Regions from separate parts of the Mus musculus genome. Here all the other regions are linked to region 1. Evidence: chromatin contacts called from public HiCAR-type and promoter capture Hi-C data. All regions are on one chromosome and are shown on one strand. The core of a region is the stretch at or near the end of the contact, and the rest is flanking DNA. Distances in the headings are between cores, read along the strand shown. Region 1 holds the start of Stxbp5 (syntaxin binding protein 5 (tomosyn)). Region 2 holds the start of Utrn (utrophin). Region 3 holds the start of Lats1 (large tumor suppressor). Region 4 holds the start of Katna1 (katanin p60 (ATPase-containing) subunit A1). Region 5 holds the start of Ginm1 (glycoprotein integral membrane 1).

Region 1 (2,927 bases), core at 141-2,640:
TGAATGCTAAATTTAGGGAGGGATTTCTAAAGAAAAGTTGTCATGAAACTAATAGAAGGATTTAGTTAAAGAACCAGCATTTGCAATTCTAACGATGAAAATGGGTGCGAAAAATAATCTTGTAATTTTGTATTACGTCCGGAATAATTTTAGGACATAAGAACCGAATTGTACGTAGGCTTTTAAATCACCGCTGTAGGAAGGACCTAATGGCTATCTAGGAAGCAGGCGATTCTGGATAGGGAGGCTCATATGCCTTTCTCACCTAGCAGCTGGGAATTAATCCGCTGCATCATTCTTTCTGAATTACATACAAGACCTTGTGGCAATCATCGTGCCAATTCACTGACAAAACCCTCCGCGCTAAGTTTTTAACCAAACAGGCTAAAAAGAATCCTGTGACTTCAGGTGGTGAGCCGCTCGCACGCATTCTAAGGAAAAAGTGATGCGAAAAAAAATAATAATAAAAAATAAAAAACCTGGTTGAACAGGTTTGCCTTGCCCACAGACGACGTTCATCACACACTGCTGGAAAATTTCGACGTCAGTGGAAGATAATAAAATATGCGCGAATATAAAAAGTATTTCTAGGCCACTGTTACTAGCATCTAGATGGGGATTAAAGGCAAGGGTTGGGTTGCCTTGAAATGATTGCTTTTTATGAAAGGGAAAAAGACACCGACTTATAAGAAGTAGGGGATCTCTGTCCAAATCCCCCAGCAAGGCACGTCTGTCAAGGGTGGGGGGCGCCTTCTTGGAGCGCTGAGCTCCATTGGCGCGCTCTGCCCTCGCGCTCCCAGGTGCTGCCCAGCGGCCCCCTCAAACGACCCCAATCTTCCCACGACAGCTTGGCCGGGCTGCGCGCTCCCCGCTCCCTTCACCTTGCAGAGTTGGAAGTGTTCGGACTGGAGCGTCTCCTGGATCTCCGGCTCCCGGTTCCCAGGCGGGTGCTGCTGCTGTTGCTGCTGTTGCGAGGCCGAGGACGAGCCTGCGGTCAGGCCGTCCAGCACCTTCCTGATGTTGAATTTCCTCATGGTCTCGCCCAAGGGTCTCCCCGCTGCGAGGCCCAGGTAGGGGAGGAGGCACCGGCTGCGAAGGAGTCCGAGCCGCTGAAGCCGAGCGGCGGCTTCGACCGCGGGGAGCGAAGGAGCAGCGGGGAGCAGAAGATAATCCCAACAGGAAGGGCTGCGACGACGGGCGGGCGGGCGCGCGGCGGCGAGCCTTCTTCCTCCGAGGCCGCCGCGGCTGCAGTGGCGCCGGACGCCGCCTCCTCACCTGGTCGCGGCCGGGCTCCCGCCGTCCCGCGCCGCTGCCGCCGCATCCATGGCCCGCAGCCCGGCAGTCCCCCGGCAGGTCCCGGGCTCGGCCTCCGTTCAGCGCAGCCGCCCGGCCCGCATGGCCCGGGCACCCGGGGCCGGTCTCCGCGCCGCCTGTCGCTCTCTCCCCGGATGCTCGCTGTCGCCTCCCGTGAGCCTCGGACCCTGGCCCTCAACGCTCGGTAGAGCAGGCGGCGAGCCGCGGTTCCAGCGCCGGCCGCGGCGGTGGCGGCAGCTGGGCCTCCGCGGAGCGAGCTGCCCGGTGCGCATGCGCGCCGCCGCCCCCGCCCCCGGCCGGCGGCTTAAATCATCCTCCGCCGAGGACCAGGGGCAGCAGCTGGCGGACCCGCGGGCTCAGTGGCCCGCGCCTCCAGCCCTGTCACTCACAGCTCCCGCAGTGTGGTTTCGGGTTTGCTTGTATCTGGGCTCGCAATGGAACATCCAGGCAACGATTAAGTCAGTGGCAAGATGACAACTAAGAGACACCCAAAGGGAGAGAAGCCCAGCCTCCTTCATGAAGGTGTTGCTGGAGGTAAAACGAGGCTGGCGGGTGGAGGAAAGACTGGGGTCGGCCCCCTAAGGGGAAGAACTCCAGCGATCTCACCTTGGTCACCCATCATCCTGAATCCATTTGGCAGGCAGGGTGGGTGGCAGACAGCACTCCCCGCCACTCCTTGTTACAAAGTCCCGTCTACCTGCCAGTTTAATTAACCAATCGACAGCCCCCTGGAGTCTCTCTGAGATCATCCGGCGGGAGAAGGAGGTGAAGTTTTTTCTCAGATCTGACCGCCAATGTTCCTGCATGTCTCCCAGAGTGCTAAGAGACAGATGAGTGGTTCAAGTTTCCATCAGTGGAGAGAAATTGGTGCTGAGGGCGGAGAGAGCAATCCTTCTGGCCAGTGCATTCTATAAGCAAAGGTGATAGGGCTGGATAATCAGAAGGGGGGAATCCTTGGAAGACCTTCTATAGCCGGGGGCGGGGGGGGGGGTTGTACAGCAAGAAGCCAATCTTAGGTTTAGAAAGACCCCGCCCCTACCGGGGCGCGAGGGTGGGGTGGGAACAGCAATGCTACTAGGATTTGTTAGTTCCGCACCAAAATCAGAAGCACCTCCCTTTGCTTCGTTATTGGCTACATTCTCTCGTTCAGGACAGTCTCCTCACAGTATTGGCCTATGGGCAGACGGAGCTAGCCTTCAAGAATAGTAAACAAACCAATTAGGCTTGGCGCACAGGGCATTTCGGGAAGTGTAGTTCTCTAAAAGTTCTGTCCACCAAGAAGAAGCCTTTCAGTTGGAACTTTTTAAAACTTTGCTCTACGGTTTAAAACTTGTTGAAGTAGGAAGTTAATTCACGAAAGGGGGATGACGTAATAAACTAAACTTAAAGTCTTTCCTAAACTATTTGTAAGTTCCTAAACTATTTGCCTCTAAGCCTTTGGTTTATTTAATTCCCTGAAATACATTTTGTCTAGTTTAACACGTTGTATTGGGCACAGAGAACTTAAAAACGCAATACTTGTCTTCAATACATGGGTTGCTGTGTCAAGGGAACGACCTCGCATAACCAAATGTAAAATCGTATGAGTTCAATGGTGGGGGTCTGATGACGGA
Region 2 (2,927 bases), core at 180-2,679, 3.0 Mb after region 1:
ACTCTGAGACGTACAGAGACATCTAGCTGTCTCTCTTCCACTTTCCTGTCACTTTCCACATCTCTACATATGAATTCTGTACCCCTAAAATGACATTTAGGAGATCACAGTGAATACACCACACAACATGCCGACGCACTTCCCAAAGAGTCCTTAAAGCTACAAAAACCACTGCATAGTCACAGCCTTATCTGTAACATCCAGACGTTTCACAGACCAAGCACAACCAGCATCACGAAGGGCAATGCATATCCTACTGAGATCTCATTTCCTGCACGTATTTTAGCAGTTTCGACTAAGAAATGAACTCTTACCATAACACACAGACATTTCCAACAGGAAATATCACCTTTGAGTTCTATTCAATGTTGTTGTTGTTGTTGTTGTTGTTGAAGAGTGACACGAAGGAATGTTTATAATGCTGGAGTTACAAAAGGACAATGCTCACACCCAGGTGAGAACTCTATATAATTTTCCCAGCTTAAAAAGGCCATGCTTGCTCAAAAATATCTCCCCTTTGAGCCTGTCTCGGAACCATGTTTGAAGCTCTTTTAAAAATACAGAAATTTTCATTCAGTGGGTTTGGAGCAGAGCCAACACATCTGCATTTGTAAAAAAACTCCCAGTTGATTCATTTGGAGAGCCAGAATTGAAAAGCAGTGGTTATATAATAAGCTGGGGGTGGGGTGGCATCCAAAGACCTCCAATCCGAATGTTCACATGAAAGTCATTCGTCGGTCTTAGTCTGGCTGATTTGATCACACTGGGGAAGACTGTATCTTTAGAAACTAACATTTCTAAAAGGAAAGAGAAGGTCACATGCCAGTGTTAGCATCCAACAGCAATTAGCAGGTGGGCAAAAGGTTAAGGAATCCCACCACAAAATGATCTTTCCACCAGAAACTATGGTATTCGCTACTCTAAGCATGTGATTCCTTTCCGTTTTCAGGTAATAAGGGTAAATGTTAGACTAAGCTTGTCTATCTTATTGACATCATAACTGCGCAGCATCAGTTATGCTGTAGGCAGGAGTTTCTCCCAGTAAAACTACTGCACACACAATGTAACAAAGGCAAGCTGGGAGTGTAAGATAGGCCACACAGAGACTGGAGATTGCCTTTCACAGAGCAATAGTCACTCACGGCTCAGAATTCAGTTTCTCAGAAGTTTACTTAACAAGAACAATGCACAACAAGCTAAGAAATCTCTGTCTTCAACACAGTCTATACAGAGGGCTCCACAGTGATGCATCCATTACTCACCAGATCTGGACTTAATGATGTCACTGAATTCGTTCTGCCCATCATCAGGCCTGGCTTCAAGGTCCCCATACTTGGCCATCTTGAATGAGTTTCAGTATAATCCAAAGGCTTTCCCAGATCCTCTTCTGAAGGCTAAATCTGAAAAATGGTCCAGGCTAGCATGAATACCTAACAGGAAAAGAGAAAGTATTGAGTAGAAATACAGAAACATATTCCTTATTTGTTTTTTCCTTTGCTTCTGGCACAGGTCTGTGTGTGCACATGTGAAAGGGGTGGGTGTGCATGTACATGTGTGCATGTGCACGTGGAGGTCAGAGGCTGACACTTGGGTGTCTGCCTCAACTGCTGCTCTCTACCTTTTATGTTAAAGCAGGGTCTCTGTTTGAACCCCAGGGTTCCCCTGAACTCACATCCCACGTGCTGGGATTACAAACAGGCTGCCAAATGTGCCGGGCATCTGCACGGATACTGAGGTGGGGTGTCAAGTACTTAACTGCTAAGCCATCTCCAGCCACATATAGTCTAAGACACAGTTACGGAGTGGCTTCCTGAGCACATCCACATGAGGCTTTATTTAGCACAGCCTCTTCCACGTGAGTGAGGCTTATGGACACCGAGCTTCACGGATAAAATGAAATTCACTCTATAATCAATGACCTCATTACAACCCTGATGACTGACAGCAGTCCGGAAGAGAAAGATAAAGTCATAAAGTCATAAAGTGGACGAGTCACACCTGCCCAGGGCCACTGAGAAGGCCTTCCTAAGCAATGACATTTGGGTCTATCCTTCAAGGAGAGGAAGAAGTTCACTAGCTACAGGGCAAGTAGAAAAGAGAAGAGCTTGGTATGTGAAATATTAGCGCCGCTGAGAACTGGGAGGCAGGGGGCTAAGTCCTGCTTTTGGGAAGCACGTCACACAGCCGAGGAAGAAAGCTGGGGCCAGAGATTCCTAGAGAGGCTTGGATACCTGTCTGAGGAGAAGGACAATCAGAGAGGTGACATAAGCCCGTTCACACCATGGCTTGTCAGTAGACCAGAGTAACTCAGGAAGCACCAAGGACTACAGTACATTAGAGCAGTGCTCTCATTAAAGAACTTAGGCCGTGAGAAAGGAGATGTCGAATGGAAACATTTCAGCTCTTCTCTGCATCTGAAATTGTTTCATGCTACTGCGTTAGAGAAAAATAATCCCACGCTTGACCAGACTTTACAAAAGCATCAATGGGGCCTCAGGTGATAAATGGAATCACAGCGCACCCTCTGTTGAGTATCTCTGTCTGTCGGAGAATCAATCATGAGGCTTATCATGGGCACACAAATTGGAAGAGGCTATCAAAACAAAAGGCCTAGGGAATTAGGAGATGGGTCTGTGGGTAAAGAGCCTACTGCACAATCATGGGAACCTGACTTCAATCCCTCGAATTTTATAAAAATAAAAGAGGGAAGCAAGCATGGGCATGTGCCAGCAATGCCTGTTTCCAACTACTTCCTCTGGAAACAAAGGATCATAGCCAACCAGCGAGCCCCAGGTTCAATGAGAGATCCTGTCTCAAAAATAAGGCACTATGCCAATCTCTGGCCTCCAAACTATAATACACACAAACAACACACACATCCCACAGGCCCAGTGTCACTCAAACAAAAACCACCCAAAGAAAGGTAG
Region 3 (2,927 bases), core at 127-2,626, 2.2 Mb before region 1:
TGGCCTGGCCTGGCCTCCGCTCCTCTGCTTCTTTCCCAAGGGTCTTTTCACTGCACCCTGGCTTGTGCGGTGACTTAGCCCTCTCAAGAAGCAGCTCCAGCTCTCTGTGCTTAAAATATTTTTAATGGTTCAAATTAGCAGACATAGTCCATTGAATTACACGTCTTAAAATTGTACCTACCTACCAAAGCACAAGGTAGGGACCTTGATTTGTAGGACGATCCCAACAGCATAGTGGGGCTGAAGCCACATTAGGGATTTTTACTATGACGACAGAGCTAAAGCAGTGGCAGCGACTACATTAAAATATTCCCTTGTCATCTAAATTTGACCATCTGAGGTTTTCATAGTTGAACTTTTGGATACAGTACCTCAGAAAAAAGCAGAACTGGGCTTCATGGAGCAGGCTTGTTATCTCAGCTACCTTTAAGACTGAGGCTGAAGGATCACAAGTTCAAAGCCAGTCCGGATAACAGTGAGGCCCAGTCTCAATGAAAACTATAAAATGTTCTGAGGATATAGCTCAGTGGTAGAGCACTGGCATAGCATGGTTCAATTCCTGGTTACACTGGGATGTCAACGTTTTTACTTTTTTGGTCTAACACAAAATAGAGTATCTGAAAAAAAAAATAATTGCATGTATTACCTACCAGCAAAACTGGGGACTGTGTTCATATTTACAGGTGATAGACAGCCCAGTGTTGGTTGGCACCATTTAGATTCTCAGCACTAGGAAAGGTGGAGTGGGGTAGGAGAATGGGAGTTTTGGCACACACGCTGCGGCCTAGAGATCCTCTACGTGGACCTAATCCCCCGCAAAAGAGAACAATGCATTAAAAGACCAAAGTCAGTGATGCATCCCGAACAGCAGATTCAATTTCAAGAGAAACAGAACTTCTGACAGCGGCCCCGTTACTCGTTATGGCTACAATGACCTCTCCTGCAGATCCGCTGGACCGAACTCTGCAAATCCACAGGTCCAGTTTCAAGAACACTCCATCTGGCTAGTTCCAAAACCACATTCGCTCCCAGCTCTGGAAGACTCGAGTTTTATTCAAGCTCTAGACATCTTGCCTCGTGACGTCCGCGGTCTCGGAGCGCCGTTCACCGCCCTTTCCTGGTGCGACCCACGCTCGCCGCGACGCGCCCGCGTCTCCGTGCGGAGCCAGAACGTGGTGGTACAGACTCCACTCTCTGGGCCACACTCACCCCGGCTCGGGGAAGCGGGCGAGCGAGTCTCGGTCGGGAGGCCACAAACGGAGCGCTAGCTCCGGGGCCCAGCGGGGCGGCCTGAAGCCCCCAGTCCTCGGCCCCCGCGCAAGCGACGCCGGGAAATGCCCACATCCGGGAAACCCGCGGCGGACGGCGGCGGCGGCGACACGGAGTGGAAGGCAAAATGGCGGCGGCAGCGATGGCCTGGTGCTGAGGGGAGAGCCAGGTCCTCGCGACCCCGCGTCGGGCCGCGCTGGCCGGCCGCAGCCCCCCGGCGTGTGTCCCCGCCCTGCCCCATCCCGAACCCGGAGCGACGCTAGGGGCCCTGGGGGACGGGCTCCGGGCCGCCGCGGCGCCGGCCCTCGGGCCCGCAGCGGCTGTCCAGAAGCCTCACCGTCCCCTGCAGGTAGGTCCGGAGCCGGCGCCGCGGGTGGGGCTCGCGCTCCTCGGGAGTCCCTGTCGGCGGGGCGGTGGCCGGCCGGGCCCACGCCCATCCCCGCTGGCGGGGGTCCAGGGGCCGCGGTGGCCAGGCGGGCTGAGCCGGCCGGGTCTGGGCCTGACTGGGGCTGATTGCGCTGACCGGAGCCGAGCCCTGCCCTGGGGAAGCGGAGGTTGGCCGCACCCGGCGCCGCAGGGAGAGCCCGGGGGCACTGAGGCCTCCGAGGTGCGAGCTGGCCTGGGAAGAGCGGGCGGGGGCTCGGGACGACAGCCACCCCTCCCCGCTTTAGAGGGGAGAGGAGCGAAAGGTGGTTTTTTTCACGCAAGGTTGCACCAAACCGGCCTCACTTCTTTGGCCTCGCAGCGGGCCTCCCGTCGGGGTCCACCTTTGAAGCAGTCCTGGGAACCTCTCCAGCTCGCTGCAATTTGTTAGCTCACCGCTTAGTGGCAGGGGGTGGGAGAGACGTGTCACTTGTTCGGGTGCTTTTTAAGTACTGGAAAACGAAGGAAAGACAGTAAGGGAAGATTGTTTATTGTACCTGGGGAAAAAAGTCGAAGCGAAGGAAAGAATAACTCTCCGATGACTTATCCCAATTCTCCCACTAATGCAGTTGGAAAATCACTTTTCTAAGGGAACGAGGTTAAAATATTTGTCTCCATTTGTAAATATGACTTTTTAAAATATGTGTATTCACTAGAAGTTACAAGTCAGATGAGCAGTAAGTACAGTCTCACACAATATGGTATCACTCAAGGTTTGGAAATTAGCCCAAATGCCTGGCATGAAGGTTGTCAGAAGTTTATGGATTATTTATTGAAGGTTATTATACTTTTCTTAAGACAGGGTCTCACAATGTATTCCTTAGCCTGGGACTCAATATGTAGACCATGCTGACCTGGAACTCAAAAAGATCTGCCCGCCTCTGGGGTTGGGCTGTGAGCCACCATGCCCCGCTAATGTTAAGGTTTTTAGTCCTTTAAAATCAAATTTTCTCCATGAGGTATGACTCTCTTCTAAGATATCTTTAGTTTTTATTACCTTAACTAAAGTTTTCTCTTACCTAGTGAGTAGTCAGGTAGGTAATATGGTTGAGGTGATTCTCCAAGGCAGGCAGGCAGGCAGACAGGCAGGCAGGCGAGGAATCTGTGTTTCTCTTATAGGCTGTTATTGCAATAAACTAGATAGTGGCACAGGCTGGAAAAGGCGCTCTCTTTCTGTGCCTGATTATTGATTATGACTTGAGACTCTTCACAGAAGTCTTTTTTTTCTCCTAAAC
Region 4 (2,927 bases), core at 289-2,788, 2.2 Mb before region 1:
CAGTACCACTTTCCTGGGCCAAACATATTCAAACCACCACACACTGTAAGTCACCTTTTGGGGGTTTGTCTTTCTATTTCAAACATTTTCACTGACGCCAGGCACAGAAGCCCATGGCTGTAATGGGGACTCTTAAGAGCAGAGAAACTATGAGTCTGAGGTCAACCTGGGGTATGTGATAAGTTCCAGGCTAGGAGAGGTTATAGAGTGAGACTTTGTCTTGAAACAGCAACAAACAGGTATGTGGGAGTAGGTGGATGGGTGGAGGAACATCCTCATAGAAGCAGGGGGAGGGAGGATGGGATAGGGGGTTTCCTGGGGGCCAGGGTGGGAAAGGGGATAACATTTGAATTGTAAGTAAAGAAAATATCTGGATGGCTCAGCGGTTAAGAGCACCGACTGCTCTTCCAGAGACCTTGAGTTCAATTCCCAGCAACCACATGGTGGCTCACAACCACCTGTAATGGGATCTGATGCTCTCTTCTGGTGTGTCAGAAGACAGTTACAGTGTACTCATATACATATAATAAATAATTCTTAAAAGAAAAGAAAATATCCAAGGAAAAAACAACAACAAAACATCACTGAGGTATAATTTACATAAACTCAAATTACAACTTTCATTTCATGTGTAAAACTGTACACCTGGGAAGACATCTCCACTACAGAACATCATTCCCAACTCCTAACTAACTCCCACCCGGATACTTCTGATTAGTTACTACAGATTCATCCTGTAGGTTCTAGGATTTCCTATATATTTAAGTATACCATATACATTCATTTTGCACCTTTGAGAAGCTTTTAAATTATAATCCGGTTTTATAAATTAACAGGCCTTTGCATTTGTATAGATTATAAATCCATCTCTTGGAGTAATTGATCTATATCTCTCTAAGTGGTCTTTTTTATTCTTGCTGATGTGCTGATTATAGTTTTCTGTGCTCTGTGACACTAACGTTCACATCTACTAGAGCAGAAAATATATTTTCTATTTTTGGTGAAAAATTTAGAAGACTTTAAACCCTGTAAAACATTATTTCATATATGCAGTGGCTTGCCTGCATGCATGTATGTGTACCAGTTTGTGCCCTGTGTTTTGTGATATAGGAAGAGGGTGATGGATCACCTGGAATTGGAAATAAAATCTCACCCCTTAGCATGTCTTGAGAGTATTCGCGTTACCCTGACACATGGGTCCCAGGCTTCATAATCCTAAGTACCGGGCTCTAAAGCAAGATTTGTCATAAACGAATTGCTTGAGCACTGACACTCACCTGTAAGAGAGCCCCTGACCTCCTAACCTCAGAGCAGCTTAGTGTAAATCTCCTGCTAAGGCAGAGTGAAGAAGCCCTGGGAAGAGATAATGGTCCACAGAGTAAGTACTGAAGTAGGCGGGGTATTGCCAAGTCCTTCGCCCCGCCTACTTTCCTTCCCCACGCCTACTCCCATTTCCTAGCCGCGGCGCACAGTGCGCAGAAGCACCCCGAGCTCGGCCACGCCCCTCCGCAGGTTCCGCCTGCGCGCGCACGCCCGTAGAGCACGCACTTCCGGGGCGTGTCCCCGCCGGTGCGGGAACTATCCTTTTAAGAGGGGCTTTCCCGGTTTCATTTCAACTTGGTCCCGACCCGGAGCTGCGGCGGGTAGCCTGGGCTGCGCTAGGTGAGTGCTCGGGCCTCCAGGCTCCCTGTTCCGCCCCCGCGACACCCGACCAGGGAACGCGTTCGAAGCTTTCACGCCCCCATCCCGAAACTTCCGCCTTGTAAAATCCCCAGAGCCTGGAGGTTGGGGTTCAGCTTCTTTTCGTACAGTTTGTTAGGTTGGAGTTGTACTGCTTTCTGGTGGCTTACTTCTTTCTGTTGTTTCTCCTTTGTGTTGGCCTTTGTTTTTAGTTTTAGATTTATTGCTATTGTTGAGTATGGTGTAGATGTGGGCGCGTGAGTGGAGGTCAGAGGACAACTCTCTGGGGTCGCTTCCCTCCATCCGCCTTTACGAGGGTCCCAGAGTTGAACTCGGGTAGCCCGGCATGCTGGGCAAATGCCTCTACCTGCTGAGCCCCCTCACCGGCGTTTGTTGTTTTGTTTTTGTTGCTTTTAAAGGTGATAATATTGACGTTCTTTCTCTCTCTCCCTGGCTGTTCTGGATCTCGCTCTGTAGACCCGACTAGCCTTCCTTTACCTCCTGGCGCTGGGATTAAAGGTGTGTGCAACCACGCCACTCTTGGGGTTAGTTTCTTAATCTGAGAGCCTAGTGTTCTCATGAAAGCTTTTGGCTTTTTTGATTTGGCGCTGTGGAGAAAATTTATCCCAGGAAGCATTTGTTTCATTCAGTATGTGGGTTCAGTGGCATACAAACGAAAACTTGTCTTTCTTTCTTTCCTTTCCTTTCTTCTTTCTCTTTTTTCTCTTCTCTTTTCTTCTCCCTCTCTTCTCCCTCTCTTCTCCCTCTCCTCTCCCTCTCCTCTCTCCCTCCCCCTCCCCTCCCCCTCCTCTCCTCTTTCTTTTCTTTCCTTTCCTCTCTTTCTCTTTCTCTTTCTTCTCTTTCTCTTTCTCTCTCTCTCTCTCTCTCTCTCTCTCTCTCTCTCTCTCTCTCTCTCTTTCTCTTTCTCTTTCTCTTTCTCTTTCTCTTTCTCTTTCTCTTCTTCTCTCTCCTCTCCCTCTCCTCTTTCTTCAGTGTCTCTTGTAGCCAGAGCTGGTCCTTAACTCCGGATCCTTTTGCCTCTGCCTTGTACTGCGTGTAGGCTAGGCTTGTAACTGTTGCCAGCCCTTATTTGTTTATTTATTTATAGACAGTGTCCTTTGTAGCCTAAACTGGCCTGAACTTCTGAAACTCTTGCTTCTGCCTGGTACTGGGATTACAGGCGGCTACACTTCCCCCAGTTCAAGCTTTTATTTAGTAATCATTAGTACTTTTTATGTAATTAGCTC
Region 5 (2,927 bases), core at 124-2,623, 2.1 Mb before region 1:
GTTTCCGGGTGCTTGTCCGCACAGTTGCTATTTTACCCAGAAGAAATTGCGGCTCAACTACAATTTCATATACAAGTGTGCTTGAGAGTTGCAAGGTTGTTGCTACTGCTTTGTGATTTCTGTATTCAAAAGAAGAGTTCTAGCATAATTCTAAAACATTATAAGCAGAATAAAGAGCTGGAGATGGCTCAAGAGTTATAAAAGCACTTGTTGCAAAACAGGACCATGGGAAACACTGAATCCACAAGGTTATCCTGTGACCTCCATTGGTGTAAGTTCCCGATCCAACACCACATATACACAACAAGTAAAGTTTTAAACATAAAAAGTGACATTTATCATGACAGTCACTTCTGTCTTTAGTGTGTTCCTACCACATAAGTTTCTTGTCATTTGGGGAAAACTCGAATTTTATAATCTCTAAACTTTCTCCTACTATACTGAAGAAGGCCAATGTGGCAACAAGAGTAAATCATGGGCTGGCATTTTGCAATGGCAGGGTTCTCACAGTAAGCCAGGAATCTGAAAGACTTGTGACCTTAGAGCGGTTGAATCTCGTTCCCCTGGGATGTTGAAGAAACTCATCTCCGACCCATCACGCAGGAAAGGACTGCTCCTCCCACCCACCCCACCCCCACGACCACACACACACACACACACACACACACACACACACACACACAAACACACATCCAATAAAAAGCCCATCCGGGAAGCGATAGACCTTCAGCCTCCCTCAGTCGCTAGCCCGAGTGGCCCCGAGACCAAGAAAGGCACTCCCTCCTGGTCGCGGCCGAGCAGACACAGGTGGCCTGGAAAATTGCTAATTGGGCAACACAAACATCTTCAGGGCCCAGGACCGGGCGCTAACCCAGGAAGGAGCCATTACAAACGACCGAAGTCACTAGCGATCACGCATTTTCGACAGCAAAACCTGGCAGGATCCGAACCGATTCGAGAGGCGCTAGGAAACTCAAGTTCGATGGCCGCAGTCTTGACCACACTTTCAAGGACGCCTGCACGCCTTCCTTGCGTTCCCTTTCGGGGGACCCACCCCACCCGGCATCCGGGAAAGCCCCCCCTTTCTCTCCCGGCGGCCAGACCCGGTCCAGCCCCGCACTCTCGGCTGTCCACCTGCGGGAGGGGGCAGCGTCACCCCGCCCGGGCTCCCGGAGGTCCAGGCAGAGGAGCGGCTTGTTGCGGACGCCCAGCCCTACCTGCGGGGCTGTGGACGGCGGCCTGGGCGCGTTGGTGGTCAGCCATCCCGCGGCTGGCAGCGCTATGAACAGCAACAACCGGACGGACAGCGGCGCCGACAGGCCGCCCTCCATCTTGGACAACACCGGCCCGGCGCGGCGGGAGGTGAGGGCGTGGCGGTCCGGGGCGGGGCGGGGCCTAGGGGAGGGGAGGGGCTGGGGGGCGGGACCGACCCCTCCCAAATGGGGCGGGTCGACCGAGCTGCTGGGGCTGCGCAGGCCTTTGACGTCTATGGGCGGAGCCAACTTTGTGAGCGTCCTCCGGGAGTTTGAGATGAGAAAGGGGTTTTCTCCAAACAAGTGCAATTCTTTACGAAGCCTTTACTTTTGGAGTGTGATTTTGTTTTCTCTTTCGAAACAGGATCTCGAAACAGTAGCCTAGGCTAGCTTTGAACTACTTACTGATCCTGCTGGAATTACAGAAGTGTGCCACCCTCTCACCTCAACCTTGATGGTACTTTTTCATTAGTATCAATATGTCGATATACTTACAAAAAAATGAAACAACTAGTGTCTTATAAAATGTCAGGAATGATAAATAAAAATTTAGCACTTGGAGAGGTACCCGCTTTTTCACTGGCTCTCACTATGCAGCTCCAGAACCCTCTATCTACACCAAGCTGACATTCAACTTGTGACAATTCTCCTGCCTCTGCCTCCTGAGTGTTGAGATTACAGGCAAACACCACCATTCCTACTGACTCATAAATTGCCACCTCTGGCTACAGGTGAGACTTTTGTTTGTTTGTTTTGTTTTTGTTTTTCGAGACAGGGTTTCTCTGTATAGCCCTGGCTGTCCTGGAACTCACTTTGTAGAGCAGGCTGGCCTCGAACTCAGAAATCCACCTGCCTCTGCCTCCCACGTGCTGGGATTAAAGGCGTGCGCCACCACTGCCCGGCCAGGTGAGACTTTAAAAAGTTTATGAAGTACTGGGCCTCCGTACAGCCCCAAGTATCTGATTCGATTAGATTGCACTAGAGCTGGGAAAGTGATAATTTGTCATGGGTCAGGGCTGAGGACCTGGCCCTTACCTTAAATGTCCCACTGTACTTTTGGCGTCGAGAGAAAATGCCACCAAATGAAGCCCGGTTCACATGTCTCCACATTCTGCTCCATTACTTTCCTAACCTATGAAATGAAGGTGTAGACCTTTCTTTAACCTGTTAATTTTTAAAATTTTATGTAAATGAGTTGTAAACCACCATGTGGGTGCTGAGAATCAAACCCCAGTCCTTTGTAAGAGCAATAAGGGGCCTTAACCGCTGAGCCGCCTTTCCAAACCCTTTTTCTAACCCTTTAGCTTGTATTTATTGTGGAGCAAGGTGTCATGTGGACGTGAGAGGACAACATCCGGGGGCCAGTTCTCCGCTTCTGCCATGTGGCTTACGGGGATCCAACTCAGGTCGTGAGGCCAGCTGGAAAACAATTCTGTCCTAATCGCACTGAACTTCAGGGAGGGGCTGGAGCATATTGGCTGGGGAAGAGTAGGAGACCGGACCCCAGCCAGGAGGTTACTGAGAAGCCCTCAGCCGTGGTGATTTCCCACCATTGCCCTGGGGTCCCCACACTTCTGTTACTAACCCCTCACATGAGTAAGCCCAATAAACCCAAGGACTTCCTGGGCGAATGCTGGTGGGATTATATTTTGGTTTGTCATAGACCTTAGAAGT

What was found. Promoter capture Hi-C pulls out the DNA fragments that hold promoters and counts their contacts. HiCAR-type assays count read pairs that join an accessible place to other places.
Region 2: a contact with region 1 is called in a HiCAR-type map of astrocytes, with 4 times the contacts expected there. The contact joins the promoter of Utrn here to the promoter of Stxbp5 in region 1. A contact is called at or near these places in 1 of 39 promoter capture datasets (pre-B cells) and 1 of 115 datasets of contacts at active chromatin or transcription factors (astrocytes).
Region 3: a contact with region 1 is called in a HiCAR-type map of astrocytes, with 4 times the contacts expected there. The contact joins the promoter of Lats1 here to the promoter of Stxbp5 in region 1.
Region 4: a contact with region 1 is called in a HiCAR-type map of astrocytes, with 5 times the contacts expected there. The contact joins the promoter of Katna1 here to the promoter of Stxbp5 in region 1. A contact is called at or near these places in 2 of 39 promoter capture datasets (erythroid cells and pre-B cells) and 1 of 115 datasets of contacts at active chromatin or transcription factors (astrocytes).
Region 5: a promoter capture Hi-C map of liver shows a contact between it and region 1, with 2.8 times the contacts expected there. The contact joins the promoter of Ginm1 here to the promoter of Stxbp5 in region 1. A contact is called at or near these places in 1 of 39 promoter capture datasets (liver) and 1 of 115 datasets of contacts at active chromatin or transcription factors (astrocytes).

The regions. Positions count from the first base shown.
Region 1 is chr10:9,899,650-9,902,576 of GRCm38.p6, forward strand. Stxbp5 (syntaxin binding protein 5 (tomosyn)) reads right to left here and starts at 1,391. Exons shown (of 26, transcript NM_001081344.2): 1 at 882-1,391. The coding sequence starts at 1,034. Gm46210 (a long non-coding RNA gene) reads left to right here and starts at 1,664. Exons shown (of 3, transcript XR_001779713.1): 1 at 1,664-1,848.
Region 2 is chr10:12,860,306-12,863,232 of GRCm38.p6, forward strand. Utrn (utrophin) reads right to left here and starts at 1,430. Exons shown (of 74, transcript NM_011682.4): 1 at 1,263-1,430. The coding sequence starts at 1,341.
Region 3 is chr10:7,679,833-7,682,759 of GRCm38.p6, forward strand. Lats1 (large tumor suppressor) reads left to right here and starts at 1,377. Exons shown (of 8, transcript NM_010690.1): 1 at 1,377-1,618. It also overlaps a transcript of Pcmt1 not described here.
Region 4 is chr10:7,724,462-7,727,388 of GRCm38.p6, forward strand. It overlaps Katna1 (katanin p60 (ATPase-containing) subunit A1), which reads left to right and starts at 1,539. Exons shown (of 11, transcript NM_011835.2): 1 at 1,539-1,662.
Region 5 is chr10:7,779,544-7,782,470 of GRCm38.p6, forward strand. It overlaps Ginm1 (glycoprotein integral membrane 1), which reads right to left and starts at 1,374. Exons shown (of 8, transcript NM_001346750.1): 1 at 1,218-1,374. The coding sequence starts at 1,331.